Regions from separate parts of the Zea mays genome. Here region 1 is linked to region 2. A link is a contact called in public Hi-C data. All regions are on one chromosome and are shown on one strand. Each heading gives the region's core, a stretch centred on a gene start, on an enhancer-like site or on the middle of the called end of the contact. The rest is flanking DNA. Distances are from core to core; before and after follow the strand shown. Region 1 holds the start of LOC103650860 (ABC transporter B family member 26, chloroplastic). Region 2 holds the start of LOC111946235.

Evidence for each region. Hi-C and Micro-C count contacts between places; a contact is called where the count stands out from the background.
Region 1: a Hi-C map of leaf mesophyll shows a contact between it and region 2, with 3 times the contacts expected there. The contact joins the promoter of LOC103650860 here to the promoter of LOC111946235 in region 2. A contact is called at or near these places in 3 of 25 Hi-C or Micro-C datasets (ear, leaf and leaf mesophyll).

What each region holds. Positions count from the first base shown.
Region 1 is chr3:165,003,012-165,008,785 of Zm-B73-REFERENCE-NAM-5.0, forward strand. It overlaps LOC103650860 (ABC transporter B family member 26, chloroplastic), which reads left to right and starts at 3,547. Exons shown (of 18, transcript XM_008676453.4): 1 at 3,547-4,250; 2 at 4,363-4,487; 3 at 4,938-4,980; 4 at 5,078-5,122; 5 at 5,225-5,347; 6 at 5,432-5,535; 7 at 5,724-5,774. The coding sequence starts at 3,849.
Region 2 is chr3:164,782,610-164,789,014 of Zm-B73-REFERENCE-NAM-5.0, forward strand. It overlaps LOC111946235, which reads left to right and starts at 1,645. Exons shown (of 2, transcript NM_001360701.1): 1 at 1,645-3,448; 2 at 3,790-4,315. The coding sequence starts at 1,696. The coding sequence ends at 3,300.

The sequences.
Region 1 (5,774 bases), core at 2,297-4,796, 220 kb after region 2:
GTTTTTAGCAAGTATACATAGCAAAATCTAGACGCATCATCAATCAATGTCATGAAGTATCTCTTACCACCTTTTGTCAACACACCATTCATCTCACAAAGATCAGAATGTATGAGTTCTAGCGGTGCCAGGTGTCTCTCCTCAGCAGCCTTATGAGGCTTTCGAGGTTGCTTCGACTGCACACAACTATGGCACTTAGAACCTTTGACTATGGTGATATTCGGAATTAAACTCATGGTTGCAAGCCGAGACATAGAGCCAAAATTAATATGACACAAACGAGAATGCCAAATACTCGCAAGATCATCAACATTAGCACAAATATGGTTCACAGACTTATTATTGAAATCTAACAAAGAAAAGCGGAACAAGCCTCCGCAATCATAGCCTTTACCAATAAATTGTCCAGACTTGGACACAACTAATTTATTGGACTCCAAAACTACCTTGAACCCATCTCTACATAGAAGGGTTCCGCTAACGAGATTCTTGTGTATAGAAGGGACATGATGCACGTTCTTCAGCTGCACGATCTTTCCCGAAGTAAACTTCAGATCCACCGTGCCAGTGCCATGAACAGAAGCATGTGACCCATTCCCCATTAGCACAGAAGAATCCCGGGCGCCCTGATAAGAAGAGAACAAGTTAATGTCAGAACACACATGAACATTAGCACCAGTATCAAGCCACCAGCTAGGTGATTGAAATACTGAGAAGATAAAAGGTAAATTACCATACCCTTTGTCTTCCTCATTGCTAGCGACCACTGTGTTGACATTGCCCTTTTTGCCACGGCGATCCGCTCGATCGGGACAATCCTTGGCAAAATGACCGCCTCGCCACATGCGAAACATGTCAATTCAGCCTTGTTCTTCTTCTTCTTGAAGTTGGTAGTTTTGTTGGGCTTGTTAGATTTTGGCTTTCCTTTGCCCTTGTTGTGGTTCCTTTGAACCATGTTGGCGCTGGAGTTGCCCTCGCCTCCTTTAGATCCCGTGTCCTTAGCCCGAGCTTTCTCCTCAACATCCAGAGACGCTATCAGATTTTCAACTGATATCTCCTGTCTCTTATGTTTCAGAGTTGTGGCGAAGTTCCTCCATGTAGAAGGCAACTTTGCAATAATGCACCCAGCCACAAATCGGTCATGAAGGACTATCTTAAGGTGGTCGAGCTCCTTGGCTATACACTGTATTTCATGAGCTTGCTCTACAATAGAGCGATTATCAACCATCTTATAATCATGAAAGCTCTCCATGATATACAGGTCACTGCCAGCATCTGATGCACCATACTTAGTAGTAAGTGCATCCCACAACTCTTTCCCGTCTGTGTACTGCATATTCGCATCAACCAGACGGTCAACAAGGGCGCTAAGAACGGCTCCCGTGAACATAGTATTGGCATGGTCGTACTCTTTCTCCTGTTCAGGAGTCAGTGGACCCTCAGGTCTGCCTTTACTAACATGGAAGACATTCATAGCAGTAAGCCAGAGCGTGGCCTTGACTTGCCATCTCTTAAAGTGCATACCATTAAACTTTTCTGGCTTCAGCGCGTCGGCAAAAGCAGCCATAGAAAAACTAGGAAATTGTCTACAATAAGGTTTTTGGAATGTTGAGTAATTAGACAAATTCCAGTTTAAATTTCGAATATAAATCATGACCAAATCAGAAGAACTGAAATAACAAGCCAAATCAGATGATGCGTACTGATTAGACTTACTGATAGATGGCACGCGCCGGAATCAGCAGGGTCGACGATGTCGAAGTAGCGAAATCAGCAGATCACGAGCAGTCGCGTGAAGACGCTTCCCAAAAACCTTATTCGCCCTCTCCCGGTGCAGGATCTAGAAGACGAAGGGTTCCGGAGACCTGCTCTCCTGATCGCAGATGCACCTCTGCGGTCGGGACGAAGGGAACTAAAAGGCAACTTAGATATGAAGAGAGGCGAAAGCGAACTGGGATTATTTGGAGGTTGGCTGCTGGGCTCCTTTTATAGGGCTGAGTCCGCGACCCCGTGCTTATCCGCCCACGAAAATCTCGCAATCAGTTGAGATTTTATAGCGATCGGTTAGGATAAGCGTAACAGCCAAGAAACCAAAAAATCAAACGGCAAAAGGTAGCCGCGCCCCCGCAAGGCGAGGGGCCGGATTTCGACGGACCATTCACGCGCATGTCGTGCGCCCACGCCCTTCGCCCCGGCCAGGCGAGCGAGCGCGCGCGTGTGGCTCTCCACACTCTCTCCTCTCATCCATGACTTGGTGAGTGAGTGTGGCTTCCATATTTAAGCTAGCTCTACTCCACTATTGCTAGCAATATGGTGCTAATGGTTCCACCTATCCTCTAGCCATCCTCTTGTATGGGCTTTTGAGATTTTTCTGGGATTTATTTGAATTTTTTTATTGGGCCAAGCCCATAAATCCTAACAGTGTATCTTTGGACATACAATTAGCGTGTCACTGTTTTTGAATTACATCGTGAAGCCGCTTCGGACTCCAAGGTACTAAATAACTACTACAAAATTAAGGGACGGAGCAAGTGAGGCTAAAATTTCTTAGTCGGCCTATTGGCTGCGGCATTAATCTACCTGCCGACTTCTTTACGGTATTTTGTTTTTATGGATTGCAACTACAATTCAAACGACTTTAATTCAACCGCAGCAAACAACTCTTCCGGCCCGTTTCGTTGAAAGTCTTTGACAATAGTGAACAAACTTTAGTCACTATAATTTAGAAGGTGGGAACCAAACACTTCCTTAGTCCTTCGTTTAGTCTCTGCGTTTAACAATAAAATATGGACTAAAGTTTGGTGCTATAGAACCAAACTGTCTAGAACTAGTGCAGGGAGATCTAGCAGGAACAGAAGAGACCATCACTTGATTGTCAGCTAGGATGGTTTGCATCTCGGAGATGGAGTGCAGCAGCTAGCTTGGCACAAAAAGAAGAAATGTATAATCTATTTAAAATCTTTAGAGCTAATAATTAGTTAGCTAATAAATTTTAGCTAGAATAAATCAACTAACTATTAGCTACATTTTATTTGGAACCTTCAGCTACTAGGTTTTTTTATTGGATTTGGACCTTCTAGTTTGTTATAGTGCCTCTGAGACCGACACTTATATCGAAAGGATAATTTGAACGGTTTTAAGAGTTCAGAGGTTAGATATCTGGCTTTAGAGTTTAATCAAGAAAAAATGGTTACAGCTAATTGATAAAGTAATAAAACGAATTTTGTCCCTGTAAACAAAACCCGCGGAACTCAACCCCAGAGTCCACAACCAGGCAAGAGAGTTAGAGGCAACCACTGGCTAGGCAGCTAGGCCCCTGTTGTCTGCGACTGCGAGGCAGCTGCAGGCTATGCAGCAATTGCTGCTCGCAAATCACGACCACAGAGAAGCCCGTTCCCTCGAGGCGTAGCGTAAACCAAATCCAATCCAAAAGCCTCGCAAATTAATCATAGCCATACACATTTCCAAAATCCTAAAAATTCCACCACCACCGAACCGAGCACTTTCGCTACGCAAACACGCGCGTGGAAAACAAAACGGCACACAAATTATTTATTTTTTTTCCTTTTTCGATCCCAGACACAACACAAGACTGAAAAAGTCAGCGAGGAAGGAAAAAAAAATCTGCGAGGCAGCGCAGCCGGACGAGGAGGAGGAGGTCAGGACTCAGGAGGAGAGGCGTCGCGGACTCGCGGTGGCAGTGCCGCGCACGGCAACCCAACCCAGCTCAGCTCCGGCGAGGACGCAACCGTTGACGTCGCTCTTGGCCTCGCCTCGTTATTTGAGGTCGCGCGGCCGCGAGCCGGGGTCCAGATCGAGTCTCGCGCGAGGTGTTTCGGCACCGCGAAATGCCGCCTCCGGCTGCGATGCTGCTCCTTACGGCGGCCTCGGGGCCTCCCACGCTGTCGCTGACCCTGGCCGCGAGGCGGGCGCCGCTCCGGGCCCCAAGCCGGCGGAGGCTGCGGGCGCTGCGGCCGGCGAGGATCCGCGCCGCCGCGGCGATCGGTGGCGAGTTCGGCGGCCTCGGCCGGCGCCGCGTCGTCGTGGGAGAGTTCATCGAGCGCCTGCGCAACGTTCTGCCCGGGGGCAGTTGGTGGCGCCTCGAGGACGGCGATGAGGCCGGGGACGGGGCCGGCCGCGCAGAGGGGAGCGGTACCACCGCCGTGTCCGCGCTCAGGCGGATGTGGGCCCTCGTTGCCGGCGACAGATTGGTCATCTATGTCGGCTTCGCGTCCCTCGTCGGCGCTGCGGTAACGCTTTCCCAGCCATAGCAGTGTGCTATGGACTATGGTTGACTAGTGATTTATCTACTTTTCAGTGTTCGTTGATGAGCGTAGTGATATGGTTTGGTTGCTATTGCAGCTTTCGGAGATCGCCATACCACATCTCCTTGCAGCGTCCATTTTCTCTGCGCAGAATGGAGGCGCGGTGTTCTACCGAAATGCCAAGCTTCTGGTTGTCCTATGTCTGGTTTCCGGGGTGTTTAGGTTCGTTATATTTTGCTCATATTGTCTATGGTATAAAACGACACACAATTTGCTATTCAACTCACATGTTTGCTCACAGTCAATGGAAGTAGCTGACCATGGGCTTTACTGTTTGTCTCAGTAAAACGTGTTGTTTTGCAGACTGTAGTTTGTACTGTAGCGTTCTGAAAGCTCTGTGATCAGCAAAGTTTGGAAGCATACTCTGACACATTTGGGAGTTGAGAAGTTCTCATGTATGTGCAATATAATGATGATTAAAAAAGCGGGTCATAGAGAAAATTATGCTTGCTACAGGCCATTATGAAAAATGCACATATACAAACGCACACAAACAGAAACGAGGAACTTTTTATGATACTCTGTACTGAATTATTAAAATTGATTATTGCATTCTGCATGGTTTTGTGAAACAAATGAGGTTGCTTATGTAATGGTGTCCCTAACTTGCAGTGGCATACGAAGTTGCTGTTTTGGTGTTGCAAACATGATATTGGTAAAACCATGTTAGATTCCTCATGCTAACAAGTTTGTCCATTCCATAATCTTTCATATGATCTATATCTGACACCCATCATCTGAATTTTTCTAAGGTTAAACGGATGAGAGAGGAGTTATTTGATTCCATTCTTTCACAGGTAAGAAAGAACACAGAAATCTGGAAGCTGAAATAAAACTTATTATTCATTTTTCCGCTCAACCATACTACTAGGATTTTTACTGTATTTACATTGTGCTAGGATATTTCCTTTTTTGATGAAGAAACAGTAGGAGATCTGACAAGTAGACTTGGTTCGGACTGCCAACAAGTGTCTCGTGTTATAGGCAATGACCTTAACCTGATTTCACGCAATTTACTTCAGGTGAAAAAATTATTTTGGAATTCTTTGATTGAACACCATTCAGTGTTTTAAAAGCTCATCTTCTATTTCATTAATTTATGTCAGGGTGCAGGTGCATTAATTTATCTGCTAGTCTTATCTTGGCCTCTCGGATTGTGTACAATGTTTGTTTGTGCAACTCTATCAGCAATTATGCTAGTTCATGGACGGTACAAGTTTACTCCTTTATCTCCTTCAGCTGTCTGTTTGTAAACTCTAGCACCATCTTATGTTTCATTCGATTGTTAGTGCTGCGCATTTTTTTAAATAAGGGCTTTTGATAGAAATATATCTGTTTGCTTGCATTTTTGGTGTATATGAGAGAAATCAACCCATCACATTACTACTTCATTGGTAGGTTTCAGAAAAGGGCAGCTAAATTTGCACAGGAGTTCACCGCAAACGCCAA
Region 2 (6,405 bases), core at 395-2,894:
CTGCCTGCATCCGTCTCCGCCGCCGTAGGAGCGAGGCCTGTGACGCGGTCTCCGTCCGTTCCATCGTGGCATGGCATCATCCCGTCCCCTTCGCGGGCCGGAGAGAGAGAGAGAGAGAGAGTGAGGTGTTGTCTGAGAAAAAGACCATGATTCGACATGGCAGATGCTGACTAGTCCCCTCGTCTCTCTCTGGGTATCACCATTCACCAGTCACTACCCTACCTCCCTACAGCGAATAGCAATACCGGGTCTGGGTGGATGGTCACACTGTCCATGTCTGCAGTGCAGACAGACAGAAGATGCCTCCTCTCTATCCTACCGGCTGCAGTCTCGCCAACTAATTCCTCGGTGCAGCTTAGCTAACCAACCCCTCGAATCTTTAATCATTACTAGTATTTTTTTCTCTATCGAATCCAACAACGAAACGAAGCGATATAGTTTTACTGGTAGTCGAAAGAAGTAGATCTGGACATCTGGTGAGCTAGCGTGTGCATGATTGGGTGGCACTGGGGGTTCAGGTACGCATGTGACGAGTCCGGGGCAATAATTCTCGGTCACAAGCGGACAGGATGATGCGCATGGAGACCCAAAATCCCCTGTTCGACTAACCCGACAGCTCAGGAATATCTGGATCGCAGGAGATGCCATGCCAGTGCCACACATCGCTTGCTCCCGGCCGGGGTGGTTTTGGTACTAGTTGCACTGATGACTGGTTCGTCGCGGTCTAAACTTGACCCGGTTGCCCCCCTCCTTTTTTTTCTTGCTATAATTAACTGTTAAAGCTCGTGTGAGTTGTGACCACTGCTCCAGGAAAGGATAGCCGCTGAGATGCTGACACGCGGGTCCAGCTGAGAGGTGGGGGTACGTCCTACGTGTCAGTGCTGGAGTGGGGAGTGACGGGCAACAGCGACGTGACCGGACGCGACGCGATTAGCGGGCGCATCGCATGTGCGAGGGAGGAACGATGACGGTAAGGAGACAAGACAAGCGTATCAACTGCAGCTTCCTGCAGGCTGCCGGGGTGGGTTGCTGCAGTAGGTGCCGCTGCTGGCCAATGCCAACGAGCCATTTGCCCGGTTGGCCGTGGTCACCTGGCGTGGCTCTTCCGGCCTGTGGATTATGTGGGCGGAACCGCGGAAGGATAGGGATGGAGCCTGGAGGAGGGGAGAGACGCGTCCGGTGACGTCCCCTGTCCACCGTTTTGAGTAGGAGCGCTGTCAACGTGGCGAGGATTCAAGGAGGACAGACAGTCCAGGGCAGGTTGATCACAATATCAACTGTTTGTTTTAGGTAGGAGCCCTGACAACTTGACATCCGACACCGTGACATTGAGGTGTGCTCCGGAGGCTTCTCTCGGATAGTTTTATTTTGGAACTTGATTGCTGGTCGAGGTGAAATATATATACTCCATGTCCTGATTGCCGTGCTACCCAGAGGCCACACTGCCTGAAAAGAAAAGAAAAAAAAGAAAGATGTAAAAGAAAATAAAAGCAAAGGAAAAATTAAAACCAAATTTGGGCTGAATTCACTGATGGCCCGAAACTGTACCGTAGACCCCAACCCACACATCGCAAGAGAGGCCCAGCCCAGAAGTTTTCAAAACTCCGACGTATAAAAAAGACCCCAGACCCACAGTCCCCTCCTCTCTCTTTCCCCCCGTGTCAGTGTGTCACGCTTCGACCACGCGGCGGCGCCATGGCGGCCCAGCCCATCCGCAAACCGCACTTCGACCGCATCGTCCGCGCGCTCGCCTCCGACCACCCGCCACCGCCCCGCGCCGAGCTGCACGCGTTTCTCGTCCGCTCGCACGCCGCGGCCACCGCGCCCGCCCTCGTCCGCTCGCTCCTCAACGGCGCCATCAGCCGCCTCTCCAAGCGGCGCCCGCGCGCCGCGCTCGCCTTGCTCCTCATCATGCCGCGCCTGCCCGTGCGCCCCGACCACTTCACGCTCCCCTTCGCGCTCAACGCCGCCGCGTCGCTCCGCCTCCTCCCGCTCGGCGCCTCCCTGCACGCCGTCGCGCTCCGCCTCGCGCTCCTCCCGCTCCGCCTCCCCGTCGCCAACGCGCTCGTCGACCTGTACGCCAAGTGCGAGGAGTTCCCCGCCGCGCACGCCGCGCTGGCGGACATCCCCGCCCCCGACGCGGTCTCCTTCAACTCCCTCCTCTGCGCGCACGCCCGCAACGCCTCCGTGCGTCCCGCCGAGTCCCTCTTCGCTGCCATGCCCACCAGGACCCAGGTCTCCTGGAACGCCATGGTGGTCCTCTACGTCAGCGCTGGTGACCTCGCGGCCGCTTGCCGTGTGTTTGACGAAATGCCGACGAGGGACACGGCCTCGTCGATGGTGCTCATTGTCGGGTATTGTAAGTGCGGGCTGGTGCAGAATGCGCGTGAGCTGTTTGACAAAATGCCTACAAAGGATCTCGTGGCCCGGACGGCCATGATTAATGGTTATGCACAGACTGGGCGGCCAAAGGTGGCACTCGCTTTATTTAGGGATCTGGAGGCTGCTGGGATTGAGCCTGATGGAGCCACAATGGTTGGGGTTATCTCTGCAGTTTCACAGATAGGCAGCACGGAGTTGGCTGGGTGGGTTGGAGCTTACGTCGACAGGAAGAAGATCGAAAGGAATGAGAAGGTTCTTACAGCACTAGTAGATATGCACGCAAAGTGTGGCAACATTGAGCAGGCACTGAGTGCTTTCAGGGAGATCCCACGACCTGATGCCTATCCATACACAGCACTGATTAGCGGCCTGGCAACACATGGACACGAAAATCTGGCACTTTCAGTGTTCGAAAGGATGCGGGCTGAAGACATCAAGCCTCACCCTATCACTTTCGTTGGTGTGCTTACAGCATGCAGCCACGCAGGGAATGTTGAAAAGGGACTGGAGTATTGGGAGGCAATGGTGCAGGATTATGGTATTGAGCGCCATGCGGACCACTATGCCTGTGTCATTGACATGCTCGGGCGTGCAGGGAGGATTGAGGAGGCTTTCGAGATGGTTCAAACGATGCCGATGGGGCCACATCCGGGGGCTCTTGGTGCACTCCTGAGTGCCTGCAAGACATATGATAACGTTGAGATTGCAGAAGTTGTCGCAAACAAGCTATTTGAGTTGGAACCTTGGAACACTGGGAACTATATACTCTTGTCAAACATATATGCTGGGAAAGAACTCTGGGAGGAGGCAGAAAGGGTCAGATCACTGATGAGAACAAAACTGCCATTTAAAAGTCCTGGATCCACTTGGTTTGAGGATCGACAGAGAGAGCATGCTAAGATGTCTATCATGGACTGAGGATGAGCAGAAACACCACTTTCTGGAGATGGTGGAAGCTAGGAAGGCTGAAAACATAGCTATTTGACAGTCAGCAAAGCAGAGGAGCTTCGTATCAGTTTGCCACTAAGGTCCTATGTATAGGCACTGGTCAAGGTGATTTCCTATAGTAAGTGTACAATGTCTCCCAATGAACCTAGGTAGGTTGCAATAAAGTTCTTACATATAGAATAGGTGTTATAGCAAGAGATTCAAATATATGATTCCCTGAACATTTAGTAATAGGAATTGCTATGAAGTAGTAAAGGATTATTTAGAACAATCACTCCATATGAATTAGTGTACATTGGTCTTGATTTACTGATAAAGTATGAGCATATTCACATTCACTGCATGAAATGGTTATTTACAACTAGAATAGCTCTATTCTGCATGCTGAGTATCCACTTGTATAGAAGGGAGTTCCTCATTCATAAATAGCATACTAATTTGTGCACATTTTTTTTTCAGGTCATTTCTCATCCTAGCCTCACTCTCTCGATGGCACGAGCTCTAATTCATCGATCTTGGGACCAGTGACCTCCTTGACATCATTCAATCCTCAATGATCTTGAATGTTGGCACAACCTTTATACCCAGTTTCTTTACTGAAAGCTGCAAGTAGCATGCGCGGGAGCTTTTCAGCATGTCATATTCCACGGGGCAGAGAGTCGTGAATACACAAGAAACAGGGAAATATTCCCAACTGAGGGCTTGATTAGAGGGGGATTTAAGAGATTGAATTCTTTTCTATTTAATTTTGAATAGCAAGAGATTTAATCCGCTCCAATCTCCTTCAATCTACTCCTAATCGAACAAGGATTAAGGGCTTGTTCGCTTTCCTCTCAATCCATGTGAATTGGTTGGAATTGAGTGGGTTTAAATTTCAAACAAGTCAAAATCTTTTGGACTTGTTCGTTTTGTACTTAAACCATGTGGATCTTTTGGACTTGTTCGTTTTGTACTTAAACCATGTGGATTGAGGGGTATTGGGGTGTATTAAGGCCTTGTTCGGTTATTTCCAATACATATGGATTGGATGAGATTGAAAAAAATTGAGAAGAAGTTTGACTTGTTTAGGATTCAAACTCATCTAATCTCACTCAATCCACATGGATTGAGAGCTAACCGATCAAGGCGTAAGGTAAATTTTGACTAGTTGTGGATTTATTTCCTCTCAATCCACATGGATTTGGAAAAAAATGAACATCATAATATTTTTCAATCCTATCCAATTGACTTGGGACAGAAATAACCGAACTAGAGTCTACAGTGAGGTGAGACGTGTTCGCCTCTTGTTGAGTGACTGAAACAAATAAGAGATTGTTAGAGCTCGGACAATACCATTGAGTATACAGGTTTGTTCAGGACCCACTGGCTATAAGCTACTCTATTCGTTCACAAAGACTGTATTGTAGAGGTACATGATAGAATTCATTCTTATATGCTATAAAAGAAAATGTCTTGGCTACGATGCTGGTCGATTGCAAATGTATCTTCTCTGGATCGACTTCCATATCATGATATGCTGTAGCCTGTAGAGGTCTTCGGAGATATTCGTTTATTAATGCACTATATTGCTATGCCATATAATGCGTTTAATGTGTGTGTCTGTTTTATAATATAAAATGCTCCTAGTACGTAAGTTTTACGATATAAAATGCTCCTAGTACGTAATGTTTTCTCTCATTTGAAAATCAGTTGAAACGCACACTTTAGCTAAGCTAGTCATTGTTGAGTTTGTGATCTAAATTCTGAAGAAGACGGTCAAGTTGGCGAGTGAAACGGAAGCTTACATTAGGGTTTCACATCTATAAATTCACTTGTAATACGCAGGAGATCGTCACCTCATTGTAAATCTCTTGCGATCTGTAACCAACAAAAAATAGTGATATTGTTGTTGATCGGCGCCCGTGGTTTTTTCCCTTCACTAAGGAGGAGTTTTTCACGTTAAATCTGTATCTTCTCTGTTTTAAATCTATTTTATGTCGTATTGATTCATAACAGTCATTCAAATAAAAACAACTCATCAATCAATCAGATAAAAACAAAAATAAAAACAATTACAAAGTTGTAGGGTGGCTATACTCATTTGGTTATCTGTAAGACTGTAATCCAAAAGCCAAACTCGAGAAGCTTGTCGGTTCCTTTGGCTTTCCTACATAGTGATAGAGAGGAATATTACCTTTTTCACGATGCTAGACCACATTCTCAATGCCATCAAAACTGCCTGGTCTCCAGTAATTTCGTAAAGATTTCATAAACATACACTGATACACCACGGTAGCGTAGTCCACGTAAGATTAGATCGAACCTTAAACTTAAGCTTGGCTATGAATAAGTGAGAAATTATTTTTACCACGCGCAAAACTATAGGCTGAACTGAAGGGTCAATGCAAACTCACAACCTGGAGCTCCGCTTCAAAGGCATATAAAGGTTTGCAGTCTCTTTATCTTTGTTCCGACCAGTACACGAGAATTTTTTTCCCTGTCCAACCTCTACAAAGTATCTTCCCTGTAAGGCTTTGTTCACCAATCCCGCTCTGAATTAGCATGGATTGGAATTAAATCCATGCCTCAATCCATGCCCCAAAATAATCCATGAATACTTAATTTTTTTTATTCGGTTAAACCCATCATGGAATATAACCCAAAGGTTTGGGAATTTTTTAAACTATGGAAGACATGGATTCTATCCATATCCCATTAGGTATGGAACAAATCCATGAGATATTGCACAAGTTTACATTAGAATCCATGGATCAAAAGAATAACTAGCTTTGAAAGTCACATGGATTTGTCGATGGATTTAATCCCACCATGGGATTGGGTGTGAGATATGGATTCACCCAATCCATACCCGGATTAAATCCATGGTGGGATTATATCCCATGTAACCGAACAAGGCCTAACTTGGCCATTCATCTAAAACCGGGTTTGAACATCCACGTTGGTGGTATTTAGATGGGCCGGCCAAGTTCCGATAACTGTTTTCGTGTTCTTAAAAGTTTAGAGACCTGTTGGTCACTTGTTCTCAAATGCTATGAGTTAAAAACAAGACAACACAAATGTCAATGGTCAAAGATC